Regions from separate parts of the Sus scrofa genome. Here region 1 is linked to region 2. The links are chromatin contacts, called in public HiChIP or PLAC-seq maps. All regions are on one chromosome and are shown on one strand. Each heading gives the region's core, a stretch centred on a gene start, on an enhancer-like site or on the middle of the called end of the contact. The rest is flanking DNA. Distances are from core to core; before and after follow the strand shown.

Region 1 (6,308 bases), core at 2,351-4,850, 980 kb before region 2:
TCTCTACCTTCTTCTTTGTTTGTGATTATTAATGAAAAGACATAGATTTTGCTGAGTAGGCCTGCTTTGCAAATTGGCTTGATCATCCTCTTTATCAAGAATAACAAAAATGAGGGACATCGCTCTTCTTTTTTAAGGTGTAATTTAAAAAAAATTAAGTTCCGGGATTTCCCGTCGTACCTCAGCAATGACGAACCTGACTAGTATCCCTGATTTGACTCCTGGCCTCGCTCAGTGGGTTAAGGCATTGCCATGAGCTGTGGTGTAGGTCACAGTCATGGCTCGGATCTGTCGTTGCTGTGGCTTGGCGTAGGCAGGCAGCTGTAGCTCAGATTCAACCCCTAGCCTGGGAACTTCCGTATGCCATGGGTGTGGCCCTAAAAAGATAGTAAAATAAAATAAAATAAAATAAAATGTTCTGGGGCCAAAAGAGCCTGTGGAGGTGCCTCAGAGACCAAAGTGTGTGTGTGTGTGTGTGGTGTGTGTGTGTGTGTGTGTGTGTGTGTGTGTGTGTGTGTGTGTGTAGGGGTGGAAGGAGGTGCAGGAGTGGGTTTGAGAGGTATGGCAAGGACTGAATGGGTGGGATTATCCCACTATATCAGAGCAGCCCCACTTTTCTCTGTTTTCTACATCATGATTCTGGATACATCAAAAAGGAGAACAGTGATATGGTCAAAATGGCAGCAACTTTGGCAGCAAAAGAGAGGAAATGAGCCAAATGCTGACATTGCTCAACAAAAGCTAAGAGTACAGAATTGATGTAATTAATTAAGGCAGAACTGAATGCCACTTGATCAAAAAAACAAAAAACAAAAAACAAAAAAACAAACAAACTCATCATTAATAACCCAAAATACATGTGCAATGGCTAAAGCCTGAGGTGGACTCCCTCCTCCTCCTCCCAGCTCCCATCTGAGACTAAGGACACTTAGAAGTTTCTAACATGCACAAGCTCAACTGAGTCTCTTAAAGCATGTGGTGGACAATACTATTAGTGTTTACCAACCCCTGGTTGCATTTGCAGAAGACCATGTAGTTAGTTCTGGCCAATGAAATGTGAGTGGAAGTCATGTGTGATACGCAGTGCTGAGGTAGGAACAGGCTGATGTGTCATTCTCCAGCCTTCCTCTTTCTTGCCAGGGTGATCTGGAAGGCCAAAAGCTTCATTAAATGCGCCTACATGATGCTGAGCTTCTTGTGCAGGGCAGAGTACCCTGCCTGTCAGCCATGGCTCTGCACCATGAGTGAGAAACAAAGCTTTGTGTTCTTAAACTAGTGATGTCTTAGAGTTGCTCTGTTATAGCAGCATAACATAATATCCATTGGGAGGAAATCCAGAGGCTCCAGGAAGGTTTTGCAGGCTGGGGAATTCCTAGGGGCTGCCTGGAAAAGAGCAAAGCTAGAAGTGCCAAGTGAAATGGGGTTGAGGTGAAGAGGGGGAGGGAGTGAATAACAGCTAGCTGAGGAAGCCATGTGAGTCAGTGCAAAAAACATGCACTTTGGAGTCAAAGAGACCTATGGAGGGCTCAAATTAGGTTTCACTTTTTATTTTCTCTTTGACTTTGAGCATGCTTCCAGCCTCTCACTTTTCTCATTTATAAAGCCTGATACCTACATTTTATGTTCACTGAAAAGATAAAATTATACAAACATATATACACAAGTGCATACAGCTAGCATTTAGCAGAGTATCTAACAGTTGTAAGTAATTAATAAACTGAGAGGCCCTTCCTGTGCTCTTCCCTCCAACAGCATTTCTAAGCTTGGTAGTTGCTAAGTTTTGATCTGACAACCTCTACAACTGGGGCTCCTTCACATTTAAAGTCCTCACTCCGAGGAGTTCTGCATCCAATGTATCTCTGCTGGAACTTTGAAACTAGAAGGGAATGCTGCCAAATCCTCTTATTGCTTTATTTGTAGTGCACTTGGATTCTGAAGAGGGAGTCTTAGCCGGGTGTAACCAAGTCCAAAGTCTGCGTGAGGGTGGAGCTGTGAGAGAAAAGCCTGGTGTCAGCTTTCTCCTTGCTGACATTTCATTCCTGATCCCTCTGCCCAGGTGTCTGTAAAGACCTTCCTCTCCTCCTGCCTTCTCACATGTCACTCCTGGCAGCCTCCTGTCTGTTGGGGCGCCTTCAGTTCCTTCCATCCTGACTTTCAAGAAATATTTCAAAAGACACTAAATAGAAACTGAAGGGAAAACAGCATATCCTGTAATAAAAATATGAAAACAAAGAAATGCGTGCGTTTACTGAACAGAAATCTCTCATCTGAGCAAAGCAGGATCACTCACTGACACCCAGAGGCCTTGGAGGTTATAGCGAGCCACTGACAGCCCTGCTGCAGTTCAAACGTGCAAATTACCTGATCCCAAACTGGCTCCTTGTAGAAGTGTAGACATTTCCCTTGATCCCACTCTGATTGGGCCTGGGGACAGGGTATTAAGTTTATATTACAGAATATCTTTGACTGGAGAGAATATGCAGAACAAAATATATTTTTTCAAAAGGAGGCATAAGATGGAAGACAGAAAAGCTGAGAAATACTATTCTAGCAACTTGGAACCCCCCCCCCCCCCGTTTTCCAAGGCAGGGCGGCAGAGAAGGAAATGAAAGGAGAAAGCTTGAGTAGAGTGAGAATAAGTCGCAGAGGGGCCAGCATTTGGTGAGTATAAATATTTGTGTTTTCTTGGCTTGTTACTGCATTTACCTTCAAATGTTTCAAGATGGGCTTTTGGCGACCTTTCATCCAGGTTCAGTGTTCTAAGAGGAGCATAGAAACGGTGACCTGATTTGAAAAAGCAGGGAGAACGTTTTCATGTGGGGAGCAGCAAACTTCTGGGTCATGGTGGAGCAGTTCGGACCAGCTACATCCCGCTTCCACCTATTTCGCACTCTTAGCCAAATCCTTCTACAACCCAAAGGCCAGCCCACTGAGACCCAGGGGATTCAGTGTTTGGCAGAAACAAAGAGTCCTTCCGGATTCTGTTTCTCTGAGGCGGGCCACGAGCTCTCAGAGCTCTCAGCCCATTTGTAGAGGCGAGATGATGGACATCCCTTGAGTCCAACGAGCTTCGAGCTATTTCTGGGTGGGGGCATCCAGTCAGTGGATGGCCCTCTAAACGCATTAGCCCCCTCCTAACCCACAAACCTCGGCCGAACCGAAGGCTAATCTATGAAAAAGCAACAATAACCGTCCAGAGACGGAGAAAATGATCTGCGTTCCGAAAGGGGAGCCCCTCTCCGCCAGGTCCCTCCTGTATCATAACCCTGCTGTTTCCCACACGCAAACAGCACTGTTTTGTGAATTCGCCTCTGGGGAACAATGGTGTCCACTCAGCCCCATACCCGGGTTTTCCCTTCCCCAGCTCCCACCTCGGCTAGGGGCCTCCCTGCGCCTGCCCCGGCTCGGCCCAGCACCCCGCACGCCGCCTGCAGCTCCGGTTCTACTTTCACTTTCGGTCCCTGTGCCGGCAAGGGCAGGGCAGGCTGCAGAGGAGCAAGGGCCAGCCAGCGTGGTCCGGAGCCCCAGGTACAGGGAGCCCCTCCCCAGTGCGCTCCGCTGGGAGGGGGCTACAGGGCTGGGCAAGGGCATGACCTGGGCATCCTCTCTGAGGGGGGAGGCCCCGGGGGCCTGGAGCAAGGGGAGGAGGAGGACCAGGAGGCTGCGTCTCGTGTGGCCTGGGGATCTGGGGATCGAGTCCACAGGGAGGGTGGCGTCCACAGGTAAGGTGGCGGGGTTGGCGCCAGCCCAGTACCGCTGCTGTCCTTGTCCCTCTTTTCTACTGGGAGATGGCCAGGAGCGCAGGGCCGGTGGTGGTCTTGCTCCACTCAGTCCCATGGCCAGGCGGCTGGCAGAAGCCTCCCTCTGCACTCGCTGGAGCCTGGGTTCCTGCCGGCGCCCGGTCCACCTGACACCTGAGTAGGGCCAAGTGGAGGGACCGGTGGACGGACGGTGGGGTTAGGCCAAGGAGGGTACCATGTGGCTAGTAGTCAGAGACTGGAACGCGGCTTTGGTTACTTCCAGGCGCAGGAGTGTTGTGGGAACCTCTGTGAGTGTCCTCAAGATCGTTTCTCTCCTTGCTTCTCCTGTACTTCTTGCCAGCAGTTTTCTGTCCTCACTTTGGCTCTGGCGCCGCCAGGGTTTATTCAGAGTTAAAACACTCCTGTTTGAGCAAATTAAAATTTCCGCTTTGGGTGCCTTTCTCACCAGTTGGACCTGCAAGTTAATTTCATAAGAAGGAGGAAGTGCAGACACTTCCTCACCCTTTTCATGGAGTTGTTTGTTTGTTTGTTTGTTTGAGGCCACATTCAGAAAGAATGCTTTGTTTTCTATTAAATGCACAGAATATTTGCTCTCAACTCAGGATGCGGTCAATAATTTCAAAAAATACTTCTAAAAATTGGCCAGCATTGTCTCTTTTTCCAAGACGTTGTAACTGTACTGTAGCACATTTTCAGGTGGGTCTAAATAGAAAAAAATTCCACTGTGTTAAATATCGAATTAATTCAACATCTGTATCATTTACCAGCAGTGACATGCTGTTATTAGGGCTTGTTAATTTCATTGTTCAGAGCATGTTGGAAGAAGGTCCTGTTGATGATGAATTTCACATCCCATAGTGTCCCAATAAAGGGAAGGTGACATAGCCCAGGATGAGTTGCCCCTGACTTCTTGTGTGAATGGGAAAAGTCACACTCACCAAAGGCAGTAAGGTTCCTAAAGTGTCTTGAACTCTTCCTGGCTATGAGGTAAGTTAAGTACTCCGTTACTGCCACATTTTCATCCACATTGATTGTGAAGAAGCTTTTAGTAAGATCAGATGACAAAGGAAGGTACTTTTTGAAACTTTAAAAGAGTGCAGTCAAGTACAGGAAATTCTTTTAAAACTCTTCTCTCTCTGTTCTCAATCTGTGTATATTTAACTGCCTTCTTGATGCTTCCCCTTGGATATCTCTTAGACATCACACATTCAATATATTTAAAACTAAACCTTGATTCCCTCTCCTCTCTTTTAAACCCATTCCACCTCTGGCCTTCCCATTTCAATAAAGGGCACCTATGACCACCCAGATGTTCATTTTAGAAACCTGGCAGCCATCCTGATAGTCCTGTCCTTTCACTCGCCACTTCTAATCCACCGTAAATATGGATGTTGAATATCTCCATCTCTCTGTGTCCCCAGCCCCCTGCCCTGATTTCTGTTGACATCACTCCAATACAAACCACCATCGTACTTACTCTGTCTAGACTACTTTCTAACTGGCCTTCCCTTCTTCTCAGTCCTCACACCCCACACAGCAACCAAGATGATTTTCTTAAGGCGTCAACCAGATCCTAAGGTCCCCGAGATCAAAATCCAGTGGCTTCTTATTGCCCCTAGGATAGAACCAAAATCCTTTGGATGCTTATAAGGCTGTGTGGTGGTCTGTCCCCAAAGATGCATCTTTCTGCCACATGTTGTGCTTCAGGTTCACTGGCCTTGTAAATAACTTGCACTCTCTCCTGACTCAGAGCTTGCAAAGATGTGTAGCATTCCCTCTGTCTGGAAACCTCTGTCTCTTTCTCTCCTTAGCTAACTTGCATTTGTCCTTGAAATCTCAGCTAAAAATCTCAGAAAGCCCCAGTGTGAGTCAGCCCTATTACTCTCTTTCAATATGTGCTGCTGTTTTCTTCATAGCTAATCATGATGGGTAACTATCTGTGTATATCTGTATTTGTGTAAATTAGTTAAAAATCACCCCACCCAACTATTATGCTTTTTGAGGTCAGGGATCTTGCTGCTTTGCATTGCCTTAGCAAAACCTTTGTACATGATAGGCCCTCAATAAATATCTTTGGAAAGAGTGATTGAAAATAGTTTAACTTATTTAATCTTAACTGCTGTCCTGTGAGACAGGTATCATCACATTTTACACAGGAAGAAAATGAAACTGGGATTAAGGAACCTGCCCAAGGTCACAGCCAGATTTTCTTTTCTGACTGTAAACCTAATAAATACATTATTAATTCAGTTATAATTATACATGGATGTATGTATAAATTCCAACATTTCTGCTGTCTACATCACATGTTGTATTTTGGTTTCCTGGCACTGCATCCTTCTGAGACACAACCATGTTCTCTTTGGCCTCTTCTTCTCCTGGACTCAACACTGCAAAGCCTTTGCTGTGAGGTACCACTGTCAAGCCCTTCAGCAGCTCATGAGCCTTGCTGTCAGCTCAGAACCAGTTAACGTTTTTGGATCTCCTCTTGGGCTATTGGAAAATCTTTGAGGACTCCCAGCGTCCTCACATGCCTGAACCTGTCAC
Region 2 (6,131 bases), core at 102-2,601:
CAGGAAAGCTGAGGGCTGAGAAGTCCCAAGCCCTGAGGAGGCCCAGTCACCTCAGGCCTTCCCCCGCAACATGTTCCATTTGCTGACAGAGATCTTAACTATCAGTCCTTCTTTGTGTCTTAGCATCTGGGTTTCTTGCTTTGCCATTTAGCTTTAGTAATAATTAGAGCTGCTTCTGGGAATCAACTTTCTTCCCTTCTCTGGATGACATTAGGCTCCGGCTTCTGAAGGGACCATCAGTGAAGGTGGGCAGCTCTGGCGGGGGTCCTGATTTCAGTGTAAAACTTCCTGGGGAAAAGGAGAGTTCATTTTTAAAGGAGGTAGTATTCCCTGATTTCTTTATTTAACACCCTGCACGCAGAGGGGTCATAGTCAGTCCTGGAACAACAGACCTCACTCACCACCCCCTGAGCATGTGGGCACCAGGGAAAGAGCAGGTAAATGTGATGAATGTGATAAGTGAGTTATTACACCACGTCCTCGACTCAACAACAGTGAAAACAAAGGGTCATAAACAAAGGATCAAAGAGAGAAAAGGCCCCACATGGAATTGGCACTTTGAAATTAGGGTTTGTGTTAGAATTTGCTGCCTTGCGAAACTGCTGTCAAGGGTCACAAACTCAAACGCTAAGGAATGAGTGGCAGGTGTCCAGAAGGTAGGAGCCAGCACTCCCCAACCCCCATGCCTGTGGGCAGACCTGAGCATCTCAGCCCCAGCTACTGCCACACATGAGGGTGAACTGACTTTTCATAGAGGTGCCAAGTCTAGGTTCTTCTGTGAAATCCCCAGATGTTTAAATGTTGGAAATTCCATTAAACAGTCACAACAGCAAACAGTGCTAGCCAAGCAAGACAGGACGCAAAGCCACCATTTCAATTTCACTTCCTCTAAAGATATTTTGGCGCGTTCGTTCTGTTTCTTGAATGATTCTGTTTGCATGTGTCTTTAGGAACCGTGACTCTGAGAGAGACAACAAAGATTTAACTCTAAGAAGACCCTGCCTGCTCAGCCCACCCCCTCTGGGACTGGTCTGTACACTTAATGCTTCCTCAGAGAGTAAGGTGACTCTGCTCTTTTTCCAAGGATGGGCATTCCTAAAAGAGCTGAGGTCAGTGATGCCCTGGGCACAGCCGCTGATGATGACATGCAAGCATGCAAGCGCGCCTTCCTCCAGAGGTCTAGCTGGTGAATCACTCCAACTGAAATGACTTCGGGGCTGGCCCTTTAAAAGTTGAGCACGCTACCAGGCAAACTCCTCCTCCAGGGAGGTTCCTTTAAATGAAAGCCCGCTGGCTGGGGCCTCCGTTTTACACCCGAGCAATACCTTCTGTTGAGGTTTCCTCCGGGGAGGCAGCCGCCTGTCAGCATGGCTCAAGCATTTGTGAACAGCAAAATCCAGCCTGGGAAGGTGGTAGTTTTCATCAAGCCCACCTGCCCCTTCTGCAGAAAGACACAGGAGCTCCTCAGCCAATTGCCCTTCAAAGAAGGGCTTCTGGAATTTGTCGATATTACAGCCACCAGTGACACCAACGAGATTCAAGATTATCTGCAACAGCTCACAGGAGCCAGAACGGTGAGCCGGGGGTTTCATTCGGAAGGTTGGATAAAAGGCTCCCGGATTCCTTTTTCTTGCCTGGGGTGTGAACAGGGGATGCCTTTGCCTTCCTCTAGGACACCGCTAGGGCTCCGTCACTCCAGGCAGCGGGAGGGCTGTGTGGGGAGGGGGAGGGTGCCGGAGAGAAGACACTGCTTCCTTGAAAGGGTGGCTGGACTTCAGCCAAAGGTGCTCTCGGATCAGAGGACAGAGCACAGCTGACCGTGCTGTGCGTCAGGGTCATGGGCCCAGCAGCTGTCCTGGAGTCACTGAGGAGCTATCTGGAGTCTTTGTCTTAAGCACTGCCGAGAAGTGACAGTTTGAGGGCTGAAGTGGGAGGAGGGGTGGAGGAGCCAAGTGTGAGCTGTACATTTCTGTTGTTGAGTTAGAACCGCCGGCACTTTTTCCTCTGGGTTCACATGGCCAAGGAGGATTTGCTGCCCTTCAGTCTTACCTCCAGGATCTCTTTAAACTTAACCTAATTTGCTCATTTTTCCATATCCTATCTAACTCCTCCCAGGGAAGAACCTCATTCTAAATGACGGGATATTTCCAGACCTGTCAAGAGTAGGGAGGGAGGCCAGAGTCCGGATGGCTCTCACAATGGCTTGCTGGTTGATCCTGGCAAGTCACCTCCTCTGTGACTGCCAGCGACCTCCTGGCTGCAGCGCCACGCTGGAGTAGGCCACCTCTACTTCCTGTTTGCTGTGGACAGACAGTGAGACCCTAGGAGCCGCTCCCTTTCTGAAAAGGCTTCCTCTTCCTCAGCCAGCCAGCCAGGTCACCAGTAGCAGTTCAGGTGCTGGGGACGGGGGTTGGTGAGGGATGTCCCACCAGCTCAGCCAAGCTCCCTTTCAGGGTGCACATTCTACCACATGGTGTGCACAGAAGCATGTATCCTAGCTCAGGTTTAGTTTGACTTGCAGGGTTTTCTCTGGGTTCTTAGGGTAAAGAAGGGGAGGCTGTTTCTCTCCTACCTCTCTAGTCAGAAGTCAGCTTTCTGGTGCAGAGAGGGAGGGAGGCCATACATGTTACCCTATTGTTTCCAGGGCCCTGGCTGGGGTCTGAGGACCCTGGTCTCTGGAAGGCCCTGGAACAGGACACCATGGCCAGAAAGCCTCTTGCTGCTTGGCTGGACCACCAGCTGTGTAGGTTGCCCCGGTCCTGAGGGGGAAAGGGCAGGGCAAGTACTGCCATGGCCCAGCTCTGATGGTCTCTCGGCCAGTGGTTCCTAAATTTTGCTGCACATTAGAATCACCTGAGGGGCTTTAAAAATTTTTTTTAATTTACTTTGCTTTTTTAGGTCTGCACCCAAGGTATATGGAGGTTCCCAGTCTAGGGGTCAAATCAGCTACAGCTGCCAGCCTATGCCCCAGCCCCAGCCACTCCAGATCTAAGCTGCGACTATGACTTACACCACAGCTCACCAGATCCTTAACCCACTGAGCGAGGCCAGGGATTCAACCAGAAACCTCATGGTTCCTAGTCAGATTCATTTCCTCTGTGCCATGACGGGAACTCCTGAGGAGCCTTTTTTTAATGCTCAAGTTATACCCCAAGCCAATTAAATCATAATACGGGAGGTAGCATCCAGGCTTCATTCAGTATTTTTTTTTTTTTTTTTTGTCTTTTGTCTCTCTTTTTTTTGTTGTTGTTGTTGTTGCTATTTCTTGGGCCGCTCCCCCGGCATATGGAGGTTCCCAGGCTAGGGGTTGAATCGGAGCTGTAGCCACTGGCCTACGCCAGAGCCACAGCAATGCGGGATCCGAGCCGCGTCTGCAACCTACACCACAGCTCACGGCAACGCCGGACGGGAACTCCCATTCAGCATTTTAAAGATTCCCTAGGTCATGGATATAAACACTAAGTTAGAAGACAACTAAGTTCTAGGGTGCAATGTCCAGCATGGTGGCTCTGAGTGGTGATAGTGTATTGCATGTTTGCAGTTTGTTACCAGATTAGATCCTAAGTGTTCTCACCACGCACACATACAGATGGTAGCTGTTAGGTGATGGGTGTGTTAATTAACTGGATGGCGGTAATCATTTCAGAATAATGTATGTGGACATCAAACTAAGACAGTATACACCTTAAATATACAAATTTACCTGTCAATTATACCTCAGTAAATCTGGAAGTGAAAATAGTTTAATTTCCTATCAAAACAAAAATCCCTAGGTAATTTGCAACAAAGTTTCAAAGCTATGTCTTTCAGCCCAGCAGTATCAAATTCTCTAGGAGGAAAAATTAAGCAATCCCCTTAATATATTCAACAATTTTTTTTTTTCGTTTTTCTTTCTTTTTTTTTTTTTTTGGCTTTTTAGGGCCACACCCACGGCATATGTAAGTTCCCAGGCTAGGGGTCGAATCAGAGTTACAGCTGCCAGCAACCTATACCACAGCTCACGACAATGCCAGATCCTTAACCCACTAGGCAAGGCCAGGGATCAAACCCACAACCTCATGGTTATTAGTCGGATTCGTTTCCACTGTGCCACAATGGGAACTCCTTTTTATTTCTTTATAAAGCAACACTTTGTTTTAGCGATCCTTTAAGGGTTTTTTTTGTTTTGTTTAGGGCCACAGGAGCAGTATATGAAAGTTCTCAAGCTAGGAGGAGAATCAATGTGCACTGCTGGCCTACACCACAGCTCATGGCAATGCCAGATCCTTAATCCACTAAGCAGGGCCAGGGATCAAGCCCACATCCTCATAGATAATAGGTTTGTTTCTGCTGGGCCACAGCGGGAACTCTAAGTTTGTTTTTGAATTTTTCAAAATATTTTTCACAGGTTCTTGAGTCCTGAATGCATTCTTTTTTATTTTTTTCCTTTTTGCCTCCTAGGGCCACACATGTGACATATGGAAGTTCCTGGGCTACAGGTCAAATCAGAGCTGTGCTGCTGGCCTACTCCACAGCCACAGCAACTTAGGATCCGAGCCTCGTCTGCGACCTACACCACACAGCTCATGGCAATGCCAGATATTAACCCACTGAGCAAGGCCAGGGATCGAATCCACATCCTCATGGATACTAGTCAGAGGCATAATGGGAACTCCCAGAACGCATTCTTCCAAGGAGAAGATCAAATACTTTAAAGTCTCATACCTCATGATCCCCAACAAGGAAAGGTTTCTATTCCAAGACACTGAACCATTAGGAGCGGTTGCTTATCCTGTAATGACAGTTGCACTGTACAAGCAGTAAGAGCTTACAGGGCTGGATTGATTACAGACAGTAGGACTTCAATCAGGCCCTGTGCTTAGGGAAACTTGCTTTGGTTTCACTATAGCCATAGCTCCTAGACAGGTGCCTTCACTTCCTTTCCTTCTTTATGTAAATCCAAGCTCCTAACCTGTACCATTTTTCTTTCTAAAGAATGTTTTTGAACATTCCCCACAAGGCAGATCATAGGACAAATTCCCTTATTTTTTTGTTTGTATGAGAAAGTCTTTTTCTCCTTCACTTTTGAAGGATAATTTTGATGGGTACAACAAATATGTTTAAGCATCTACTCTACGGGGCATCTTTCTGGATACTGGAAATACGGCCATGACCAGAGTGAACAAAAATTATTGACTTTGTGGAACTTCTATTCTAATAAACACAATAAAAATATGTTGGGAAGTGGTGATTTGTGCTATGCAGAAACACCAGGTAGGAAGGGGAGGAAGGCTGTAGGCAGCAAGGTACAGTTTTAAATGGAGTCATCAGGCCTTTCTGATTTTAGAGGATCTTTAAAGGAAGTGGAGGAACAAGCCATGCAGAAGTTTAGGGGGAGGGCATTCCTGGCAGTAGGAACAGCAAGCGCTAAGGTCCTGTGGGTAGAAGCCGCCAAGGAGGCCTGTGTGGGTGGAGGGTAGTGAGTTAGCAGGAGGAGATGTGGTTTGAGAGATCATGGGGTACAGGCTGACAAGGCCTTTCAACCCATCACGAGGGCTCTGCTTGTGAAGGGAAATGAGATGCAACTGAGGGTTCTGAGCAGGGGATGAAGCCTGTCTGACTTTTGAAAGGGTCCCTCCAGAGATGACAGAAAGGCCATGGGTGAGAGCTGAAGCTGGGAGACTTTTGGAGACTCTAGCAGTAATTCAGATGAGAAATGACGGTGGCTTGTTTCAGGGAGCAGACAAGGTGCTGGAGCATGTCGGGAGGCAGCTGAGTAGCAGCCTCTAAGTCTGCCTAGAGTGCATAAAATACCACCTGGCTGGGGCTGGGAGAGGAAGGGCCCAGAATTCCCAAGCTTTCTTTGATGGCAGCAGTTCTCTGCTTCTTGCCAGTAACAGACAAGTTACTCTGAAGAGGGGGATGGGCCAGGAGGGGAGGACACTGAGGACAACTCTTGTCCTCCTTCCTCATTTGTATCAGCAGCTTCCTGTTCTGTCACCACAGCCTCCCACACCCATCCAGTGCAGTTCGGCTCCTTGGGGGGAGCCGGGAACTGGAGTGCTTTAAGGTGGTTTTGCTGTTGCCTAGACTTTGAGGGTGGGTGAGAGGCCAGTGGAGCCTTTCAGCCCTCAGGCAGGCATCTCATGTGC

The links. HiChIP or PLAC-seq counts read pairs in DNA pulled down with a chosen protein or histone mark.
Region 1: a contact with region 2 is called in an H3K27ac HiChIP or PLAC-seq map of alveolar macrophages. The contact joins the promoter of ERAP1 here to the promoter of GLRX in region 2. A contact is called at or near these places in 1 of 5 promoter capture datasets (fetal liver) and 1 of 2 datasets of contacts at active chromatin or transcription factors (alveolar macrophages).

What each region holds. Positions count from the first base shown.
Region 1 is chr2:103,412,358-103,418,665 of Sscrofa11.1, reverse strand. ERAP1 (endoplasmic reticulum aminopeptidase 1) reads left to right here and starts at 3,600. Exons shown (of 21, transcript XM_021085396.1): 1 at 3,600-3,722.
Region 2 is chr2:102,432,981-102,439,111 of Sscrofa11.1, reverse strand. GLRX (glutaredoxin) reads left to right here and starts at 1,351. Exons shown (of 3, transcript NM_214233.1): 1 at 1,351-1,574. The coding sequence starts at 1,368.